2 separate regions of the Gasterosteus aculeatus genome follow, and region 2 is linked to region 1. The links are chromatin contacts, called in public Hi-C maps. All regions are on one chromosome and are shown on one strand. Each heading gives the region's core, a stretch centred on a gene start, on an enhancer-like site or on the middle of the called end of the contact. The rest is flanking DNA. Distances are from core to core; before and after follow the strand shown.

What was found. Hi-C and Micro-C count contacts between places; a contact is called where the count stands out from the background.
Region 2: a contact with region 1 is called in a Hi-C map of skeletal muscle, with 3 times the contacts expected there. The contact joins two enhancer-like sites. A contact is called at or near these places in 2 of 6 Hi-C or Micro-C datasets (skeletal muscle and whole body).

The regions. Positions count from the first base shown.
Region 1 is chr20:3,476,962-3,482,156 of fGasAcu3.hap1.1, reverse strand. No RefSeq gene overlaps it. Among protein-coding and RNA genes, the nearest start is that of LOC120811031, 7.9 kb to the right of the region's middle. Within about 2 kb of position 2,521, at least 1 of the 9 cell types and tissues checked has open chromatin away from gene starts, as enhancers often do.
Region 2 is chr20:3,577,046-3,582,240 of fGasAcu3.hap1.1, reverse strand. No RefSeq gene overlaps it. Among protein-coding and RNA genes, the nearest start is that of sema6cb, 29 kb to the right of the region's middle. Within about 2 kb of position 2,105, at least 1 of the 9 cell types and tissues checked has open chromatin away from gene starts, as enhancers often do.

The DNA.
Region 1 (5,195 bases), core at 1,272-3,771:
GATTCATAACTGCTGGTCATGATAGTGTTTTATTTCATTACAATCTTTTTATAATTAACTATCATCCATTTTGTGTATTAGAACAGGACTTTAAGTTACAAGTTTGTTGTTTGCCCGGAAAAAAGGTGAAATATATGGTGTATATATATGTCGTACCTCTGATACGACACGATGTTCGTTCATTTAGCGTCCAATGGCGCCCAGTGTGCTTTAGGGCGGGCTTACTGTGATTGACAGGTCGCTCCCTCATACCTGTGTGTGTGTGGAGGTGTTCTGTGCTCCCCTGTTTTTGCCCGCTTCACCTCTCTCGGCCGCCCACCTGCTCACGCTGAGCCCCCCCCCGACCCCCACCCCCCCCCCTTGGCTCGCACTGATACTCAATTAGTCATGGAACAACGCCGCTTCCGCCGGACCAACGATCCGCAGCGACAGCAGAAAACCTGCCTGCTTCTCTCTTTCCTCCCCTCGCTCCTCCTCACCGAGGCCCTTCTTCATCCCCGCAAACACGCCTCAAAATGGCAAATCATTAGTGCCGTCGACGGGAGATCGAAGAAGTGTCGGTTTTTGAGGAATGTAGATTTCTCTCCCTTTGTCAGCTTAAAATGAGTTAGGGGGTCGCGTGTGTGTGTCTGTCTGTGTGTGTGTGTGTGTGTGTGTGTGTGTGAGACAAGAGCTGCACCCCAGGATTGATTTGGAGGACCCACCTCATTGGTTTCTGTCCTCGCCGCCCGTTTGCTTCCTCGTCTGATGAATCAACAGACGTGCATCACATGAGCCGTGTTGCTATCACACGGGGGGAAAAATGTTTGCTTCATGAACATCTGATTACTCCTTGTAGTTCGCACAGTTGGCCCCTCGTGTGCGAATCAGGGGCTTTTGTCAGAGCGGGACACCGAGCCTCGAAGCAGTGAGCTCCTTTCTCCGAAGGCTCCACTTAACACCCAACGAACGTGGCCCCTCACATGAATATGTGTCTCGTGAACGCGTGGTGCTCCTCGCCCCCCCCCCCCCCGCCCATCCCGCTGCCCGACGGAGCTTTTTCTCGCCTCTCCGCTTGTGTTTTTTGGAGCACATCCGACGTCCTGCGCTGCTCTCGTAAACTCGCAGCTGTTTCCTGCTTCAAGTAAAAGCACCGATAAACCTTCGGCGCTCAAGCTGCCTTATCGCCAAACCGTAGACAGAGCGAGCGACTAGCTGGTGAACAACGTGGAACATGTGGCAGCTAAAGAGCTCCTCCTGCTCCAGATGAGGCCCGTTATAGCGCTCGCATCCTTGGATGTCGGCTGCACGCGTTTTGTTTGCAGCTTCTGTCATTTAAGCTCCAAGCCGTTTGATTGCTTCCCCCGGTGCTGATGACGTCGTCTCTAGTGGTTGTGTCTCCCAGTCTCAGAGCGATTTTGAGGAAGAAAACCGGGGCCAGTCGCGACCGCGCAACCCCGCGGGTGTCGGCTGTGCCGTGTGTGACCTGGCGACTCACGGGGTCAGAGTTCGCGTTTGGTTTTCTCGCGGGAGAAGAGACAAAAGAAGTTGTGGCTCCCATCTGTGTTTGCCATCTATTTCCCCTCTTTGCAAAATTGAAAAGGCACGATATTCATTGCTGAAGAATGTGCATTCCTTTGTGGACCAGATATCATCAAATAAATAATGTGTTGCTGACAAGTGAGGAAAGACAGAGCTTCTTTGTAGCGGCTTCGCGGTGGAAGACGTCCACATGGTCCTTCGTAAGAGCAGCGGGAAAAACAGCGATAACGTAACGCGATAATTAAACTCCAATTACACGGTAAGTGAGAGCGGATGAGAACAACATTGAGACGGAGCTGTTGAGACGAAGACGAGGGCCATGTAGGAGGGGACCGGCGCACTTAGCAGCCTTGGAATATATCAGCGAGGCTCCTGGAAATGGTGCGAATGCAAATGATTGTAGCTGTGCGGCATTGTTAGAGATAATTAAGAACATTATTATGGGTTTGACTGACGTGTGATTATTGAAATCCAAACCTACACAGACTTATTAAAAGTCTTGAAAATGTAGAATGGTTTTTTTATTAAGCTTTTATTTTACTTTTACTTGTTTTTAAGCACCACTTGTTGGGTACAAACGTCACTGAAAGTTTCTCTGTATGTATGTAATGTCTATAAAGATTATTTTCACTCCGACACAGAATGCAGAATGCAGCACGACGAAACCTCGTTTTCGCCTTGAAGGCCAAATTATTAGTTGTATCCATCCATCCATCCATTGTATTGTATTGGTACTAATTTGGCCTCCAAGGCGTCGGACCACATGAAGGCCAAAGGCATCGAGTCATGAGCTGAACTGTGATTTCCCTTCTCGGGGGGGGGTCAGAGGTCGGGAGCGACGGTAAGACCCGGAGAGGCCTTTTGTGTTTGTGCCGTTGGGAGGATGTGGAACAGACGGCGTGCGGTGGAGCATGTGGTCCCTGTCGGATGTGTCCTGTGGCTCAAGGGCCCGCAGTCCTCCCAAATCGAAGACTTGTCCAGCCGTCCTCGGTGGACAAAGAATGCTGAACCACAGCCGCTCACTCCTCCATCACGGCGGAGTCCTCCGCGCTGCTTCGCGTGAAGGGGATTCGTGGCTGCGTACTGACACCCTGCGGCCGCTGACTGGTGGTGCAGGAGGTCTTCATGAAGTCTCATGTGCTTTAATCAGCACTGGGGCATTTTTAACACGCTATTTGGAAGCTGTTCTTAACCAGTGGTGAGGCTATTGTATTGTTTATTTAAATGTAAAGGACTTTGTATCAATGACACAGATGTATTTCAGCAATTTCTCATCCAGGGTTTTTCATTTGTTGGCTTTTCCTGTGCCCATGTGACGGTTTCGGGACAAAGGATGTCGTGTGTCCTCTGAGGCAAATTTGTAATTTGCGATTTTGCGCAAAATAAAATGAATTGAATTGAATTTGCACAGTGCCACTTACACACAGTGCATGATATATACGGTAGGATGCACAATTATTTAACTCATTTTCTATTTACAAATTATCCTTGATGTGCATCAAATAATCAAGACGTCGCGAGTCATTCATTAGAACACAAACCAGTGGACTAAGTTGCTTGGCTCTTTTTATTCTCTTCCCTTCAGGCTGGTGAAGAAGATGCACTTGACATTGAGTGGCAGCATGAGATGAAGGCTTTCTTTACACCGGAGGAAGCGGAAGGTGCCGCAGCATTAACCCCTTTAACCCCAACCAAACAAACCTTTTTAAGCCCATTGAAAATGTGGAGTTAAATTTACACTGCAGTGCTGACTATGTAACATCGTACACACACATAGCTTGCTGATAGATGTTGACTGCCGTTGTTGTTGCCATGTATGTGTGTCTCTTCTCACGTGTCCTGCATCTTCACCTTCTCATCCTGCATCAAAGCAGGATAAAACCGCAGAGGCCCGTTCGTCCTCTGCTGTTTTCAGGACGTCCCTGAGTCCCTTTCCGTGATCTCAGGCCTGAGGGAATCGAGAACTCGACAATTAACTCATTCATCTGATGTCAATTTGTGATTTTTTGTAGAAGCTTTTCACTTTCTTCCTCTCCTGCTTATTTGAAATCAATCTCAAAGTCACATCTTTTACATTTTATAATAATCCATCAGAGGACAAAACATAAATGAATCGTTTTTATTACTTAGACACTGATGTGTTGATAACAGACTTCACTAGTTCCTGGACTGAAGAGACGAGACTGCAGGTTAAAATCTGCAGCTACGTTAAGATAATGCACCTTGTGAATTTGGCCTGAAAGTGGCATTATCTCCATTGCGCGCCACCACAAAGCGGAAATCCTCCTGAGAGGAATGAAACGCACACACGCAAGCAAACACATAATGCTCCTGCAAGATTATTCTCTGTTCCAAATTGGATTAGCAGAGAACGCTTCTGCAGGCAATTAGTTTGAGGGAGTAAGATGAGCTGAAGGAAAGCATAAAGCTATTAATTAAAGCCCGGGGTGGGGGGGGGCACTGAGTTCATACAGGAGTGACGAGAAGAGGTGTCAAGCAAAAGAACCCATCGGAGGAGGAAACCAATCTCTGCCTGAGCTGCGCTCTCAGTACCCTTCATGGCTGACTTGGACGCTTGCAGGGAGACACTCGGGGGGGGACTTCAGCTTCACGCGGAGTCTTCAAAGTATGTGGTAGACGTGTTTTTCCTCACGCTTAGCGGCCTCGTTACAAATTTCATTGGAGAGCCCTGCACGCCGAGCGCCCATGAGGGGGACACGGCAGGGAAACCGTGTCCCCGGAGTCAAGAGCTTTCACGCTGATTGTGAACCGCCTGCAAGTGTTGGCCGCACCTTTTTAAATGCAAATGCTGAGTTGCATAACTCTGTTTCCTTTTCTGCAAATACTTGATTCAGAAGAGGGCTTTCAGGGGGGGATTGCAGCCGCCTCAAATGATGAAACCGCTTGTCAGCACTTGTGTGTTGACTCTATGACACGAAATGATAGCTCATTAGTTTTTTCTTTGTTGGGCTCCGTTTAGAGAGCCAAACAAGGCAAAATATAAGGTAAAAAAAAATATATTTGTGTAGTTTCAAACCATTTTCACGTATTGAAACCATCAAAACCCAAATAATTCCCTTTGTAGAAAGAGATTAAATGTAACTATTCTCATACGTTTTGTCTGTATGGATTTTGCTACAACATGTAAAATGTGACTTTGTTTCCAGCCTTGTTATGTATCATTTTCAAACATTACACTCGTAAACTGAGCAACACGTGTGGTTTAAGGTTTGCGCCGCTCACATCATTGTGGATATTTCTGACTCAGTGGGTCAAAATGGTTGCTTTTCTTCTCAGTTGAAATGAAAATATGAGTGAAGACGGAGGAGGTTCCTTCAGCTGGGCACCAGTTGGCTGGGTTTGACCTCCACAGTGTGGGCCGGGACGGGGGGGGGCGATCATCCAAGTCAGTGTTGAATGATCAAATGTGGCATCTTGTTCACTTATTCTTTTTACCAAATTGTTTCTGAATTTAATCCTCATTTTGTCTTTTGACAAAGTGCCTGTGCAGCTGTTGGACGTTTGAAAGGTTACATTTAATTACTGATGGAAAACAACTGTTTGACGTTGTTGCTGCTGGAAGTTTGAGGATCAAACAATGAATGATGCACGACGCGGACGGAGGGGAATTTAGTGTGATGAATTCGACATATTTATCACACTAAATTCATCTC
Region 2 (5,195 bases), core at 856-3,355, 100 kb before region 1:
CCCCCCCCCCTTTCCCGCCAAAATCGCCCGGCCTTCCCCGCCGCGAGAGGAGGAATTAGCGGAAAGTTAGTTTCCAAAAGTAAAGGCTCATTAACGGCGATTCACGCGAGACACAATAAAGGAATCGGCAGAGGCTGAGAGCAATGAAACTAAAGCGTTCTCCCCACCAAGCTAATTTAAGTCACATTCGTACGCGCCGACCAACCCCGCCGCCAAGTCGCAAGTCAAACTAATTCCGGGAGGTGTCGGCTCAAACGCTGGCCGCGGTGTAAACGAAGGCGGCCATGGCGACCTCACACGAGAACTATTACCGGGGCCTTTTCTCATCTCGTCGGTGAACGGAGCGCTCCCGTCGGTGAAGAGATGCCATCCTCGTGGTGGATGTGAGCGGTGAGGCTGCGATTAGGATTCTATTAATAAAAATCAACGATTATATAACCGTCGTATGCATATTCGGTCGACGTCCGCCAACCACATTCCCACCTCCACTGCAGCATCCCCCCCCCAAATCTCCCATCTCCATCTTCGTTGCCAAGCGCTCGTTGCCGTGGCTTTTTCTGTGCTTGGCTCTGAATTAAGCGGCGTGGGCGGCACCATAACGTCCCTTTCTCCCTTTCTGCGTTTTCCAATCGGGGGAACTTCTCGTTTTTGTGTTGTCTGCTCGGCCGCCACCAGCTTGCGCCGACAGCCCCCTCCTTTTTTTCCCTCCCCGAAATTTCCAGCAACCGACGGGCTTTTCGTCGCCGCGGTTCTGACACACGTTGGCCTCGTTTGAGTTGGCAGAAAAAGAAGCCGGAGGATCTGGTTAGTCCGCCACCGGCAGAGAGGACGAGTTCTCTTCCTGACTTTTTTTTGTTCGCTCTTAATAAAATAGAAAGTTCCCGCTTTGTGCACTTTTGAGATAAGAACACTCTGACGCTGTAGCGTCGGGGCCCGCGCGGCCGGTCGGGATGCAGAACCGAGTGAACGCCAAAGACGGACTCAGCTCAACTGTAAAATGTTTCTTTTGGCTCGACCATGGATTTGAAATGGGACCGTATGGAAATGCCGTGTCACAAATGATGTTTTTAAACTGGAACATCCGTTTCGAACGTGAATCACGTGCTTCTCCTGCATTAATAAATGACGGGTAACTAAAGAAGAGCAACGTTGCGTCCTCGTGGAAGTCATTTTGTTGTCCCGCTAAAAGAAATCCCGATGTCCAATGTCCTTTTAAGCTTTTAAAAGTAAGCTGCAGGTTGTCAGAGTGGGTTAAGAGTTAATGGCAGATCGAATATCGATACTGATATGATATTTATGTTATACATTTCTTTTACTTTCCTCTTCTGATGTGTCGGGCTCACATCTCGGCTCAAGCAATTGGCACGACTGCTTTGGGGGGGCGGGGTACTATAGAAGTAATTCAGAGTTATGATCATGTCTCATTGTTTCTTCTTCGAAAATGAGAATTTTCATGGCCTTGAAACATGAAATGAAGCAGGAAATTAAAAACCTAAGATGAGCCTTTTCTCTCCTTCCTCGTCGCTCCTTAACGCCCTCGTCCCGTCCGTCCTCTTTCGCTCTGCACGCGCCGCGAAGGTGACCGGTAATCGCGTATTTCCATCTACTCAAGAGATCTGGTGCCCTTTTTGACAAAGCGCCTCCCCCGGAGTGTGGTGTGGCGCGTGGGGACCCTCGGCGTTACGCAGGGGGGGAGTAGGGGGGGCGCGGCTCATTCCCCCAAAAAACAACAACAACAACTTGCAACGTGTTAAATGTAGAATACGCAGCGCCTTTTCTTTTTAAGCTGTGACTCTGAATCCGTGAGCGTGTGTCCGGGGGTGGATTTCGTCTGCTTCTTAATCTACACTTGCTCGCACGCTATTATTTGTGTGTAAATTTCAGCGGCCGCCATATGTGCGCTGGAGATTTGGCTCGGACCAGATAAGTCTGCCCGTTCCGCACGCAGCTCGGCCATTTTCCTCCACTTCTCAGAACTCCGGGCTCTTTTCCATCCCGTGGAGGCTATTTTTAAGTAGCTCTTTGGGGGGGGGGGGGGCTCTTCAGCTAGTATCATATACAAACTCGAAACTGGGCAGCGATCCAGGGTGAGTTAAACACGCCTCCCCCATGTGTGTCTCAAGTTATTAACCACGTGTCGACTCACCCCTGCAGCTGAGTGTGTGTGTGTGTGTGTTTTAATTCAGTCAAAAGCATCGAATTCTCCCATTTGAGAAGCTGAAAGCCGGAACCTGAACAATAACGCGATGACTTTGATTGTACTGATGTATTAATGGACTTCCGGCGAGCAAACTCTCCTCCGATGAGTTTTTTAAATCACTCACAACTTCATCGTCATCGTGATCAGCACAGATTTCCATTTATCGGTTATTATCCCTTGAATAAAAGATAAGCAGGTGACCATAAAGTCCCTAAAAAAAAAAAAGGATAAATGAGGAATTTCCAGAGGGGACGTGGACGTGATGGTGACACGTGTGCGCTCCGTGCCCCGACATGTGCTCGGGAGACTCGGGTCAGTCGCTGCGACGAGGCGGCCCATTCACCGGGAAGATATCCTTAATTAGCCTACGTTCTTTTAATTAAGCAGCCAGCAGAACGTCTGTGTCCGTTTGTCACCCCGGCTGCTGCTCGGGCAGAGCTGGCTGAAAACAAGCCCCCTTTTGTCTCCCAGGGGTCCCCGCTTCCCATTCTATTTCCTCATCGACTCAAATGTATTTTCTCCTCCCCTCCTTTTGAGATTAGCATGACAATGCCCCCCACAGAAGAGCTATCGCCGGGGCGCCTCGTCGCATTCACCGCGTGCGAGGTTATTACCATACTGACTGCACCATCCGTTAAGCCAACGGCCAGAATTCCGACAGTTATCTCCAATATCGTATAGCGACTGTCAATCGCCTCGGGGGCACACCGGCGAATTACAGCTTGTGTCTTGCTCCTTGGAGTCCGGATCGCTGCTCCCTCGAGTAATTACGCTGTGCTAATTCTGCCCCCGCGCGACGGAAACGACACTTCCCGACTGTTCGGATGTCACGGGGGGGGGGGGCACCCACGGACCTCAGGCACATCCTTCATTCAGCTAGTCACTGAGAGCAGGCGGGGGCTTAGCTGGAACCTGTGGCCCTGTGTCCACAGAATGTGGGGGGGGGTCGGATGCGGGTCAGGCCGCCGTGACCTCCTCGGCTGGATTGATGGTGTCGGAGGTGGGCGGGGTCAGGTGGTCGACGCAAGGGTTCCGTTAGCAGTCGGCAGCGGAGCACGCGGACTAATCCCCGTCACGCTCTCTGAGGAGAACCCCCACCCCCCCCACCCCCGCGCGCCGGGGGTCAGGGGTCATGCGTGTGTCTCGTCCCATCTCTTTGGCATGACCCAAATGGTGATTGATTGTGTGTGTGGGGGGGGGGGCAGGACGCCTCGTGTTTTCACTTTCCCCTGAAAGCTGAGACGCCGGGTCACGTGATTTCCCCCACTGAGGCGACAGCTGAGCGTCTGCCCGATGATCGCCGGGGGGTTGCGGCCGCGTTCGGGTTCCAGGCCAAAGAGCCCCGGCTCCTCCGCCGGATTCATTAGCGGCGGCGCGCGGCAGCCGTCGACTCGCCCAATTAGCGCGGTTCAAAGGGTTTGAGGTCAAAATCAGCCGTTACACACACACACACACACACACACAGGGTCTAAGTTTGTTTAGTTTTGGCCACCAGTTGAATCTGTACTCAAACTTGCACTAAACGAGTTAACTGCTGAAATGTTTCGAAAGGGCAAAAGCACATAAAGTCGACATACAGGTTCTTCAGGTTTCATTTTGCAAGAGAAAACAAAGGGCAAACCGTCATCCCTCCGCCCATCAACAGACGCCCTGCGTCGCACGGCGATGACATACAATGAGTTTGGGGTGTACTAGTTCTCGTTTACCTCCAAATGAAGTTGTTTTTTTATAAACTTTTCGCCGCATGTGTTTAGAAACCTCACGTCTTAATGTGACAAGTGAACAAAACAGCTAAAAGACAATGTGCAGTTTTCCCCTTGAGAGTAAAAGTAATTTCCATTTATTTCCCCCCATAAAGATATGAAGCTATGAAACTTAAACCTAATACTCTTCTTTCAACTCCATTATAACAGCTGATGTTTTCTCAATAGTGCTCAGAGGTTTGACTTTTGTGTTGTCAAAACTGTTCACATATTGTGATATTTGAGCAGCAAAAGTAAAGAAAAGAAGTAATAATAATTAAAATAATTCTGAATAAAGAGTTGCAGTGTCAGGATGCCATTTAAATGTCTCCCGTCTCCTCAAGTATAATAGAAATGGGTTGCAAATGATCCGTAAGTATAACTTGTATAGTTTCTGCCTGAAGGAACGCTAAACCTTTTTGGAGGCGCCATTGTGTCCTTTTGTTAATCCAATAAATAAAAGACATTTAGAAGTCTGATATTGAATGTAGCTGAGATCCAGACTCACTTGCAACAAATACCTAGAAAATAGCCCAAATGAGATGTGCTTGGGTTCAGGAAACAGTTCATCGCCGCCTAAAACTGAAAAATGTATATAAAACTGGCTACAAAGCTTTATCAAGCGATCTGTATAGAAGGGAAACCCAGACGTGAACGCTATTAAGGAAGTAGTTCACTTCAAAGTGGCTGACCAGGACAAACGTAATGGTCCTGAGCTTCGGATAATCTCAAGGATCTGATCCTCGGCCCAAATCAGGCAGTTCTACTCTGGGATATTCAGCGACTCAATCCTCCCACGGTGGGCTTTGTTGATTAGTCATCAACGGCTGCCAGGGTCCTGTTAACTGGCAGCGAGAGTGGGGGAGGTGTGCGTTAGAGTCCCGCCACGGGACCCCCCCCGCCCAGCTGGTGCTTTTAGTACATTAAAAATAAACAAGTTCTGCTCAATTCTTCCCTGCATGCCTCTGAACACACGCTGTGCATTGTTGCACAAGCAGGGAGCCTGCGGCGTCGCCTCCCGTCCTTTCACCGGATCAATAGAGGAGTCGCCCCGCCGGGGGTCGAGGTTGGGAGAGTCGACGCCGCCCCTAAAAAATTGATTTCCGAGTGACGTGGTCAAAGGATCGAATGGCGGAACGACCAAGAAGCGTCCGGTCCGGTTGGTCTTTTGTTCAGGAGAGAAGTCCGAACCCTGGTCCGGTTCGGGAGCGATTAAGCCCAAAGCCCTGTTCCGTGCCCTCCGGCTGCCACAT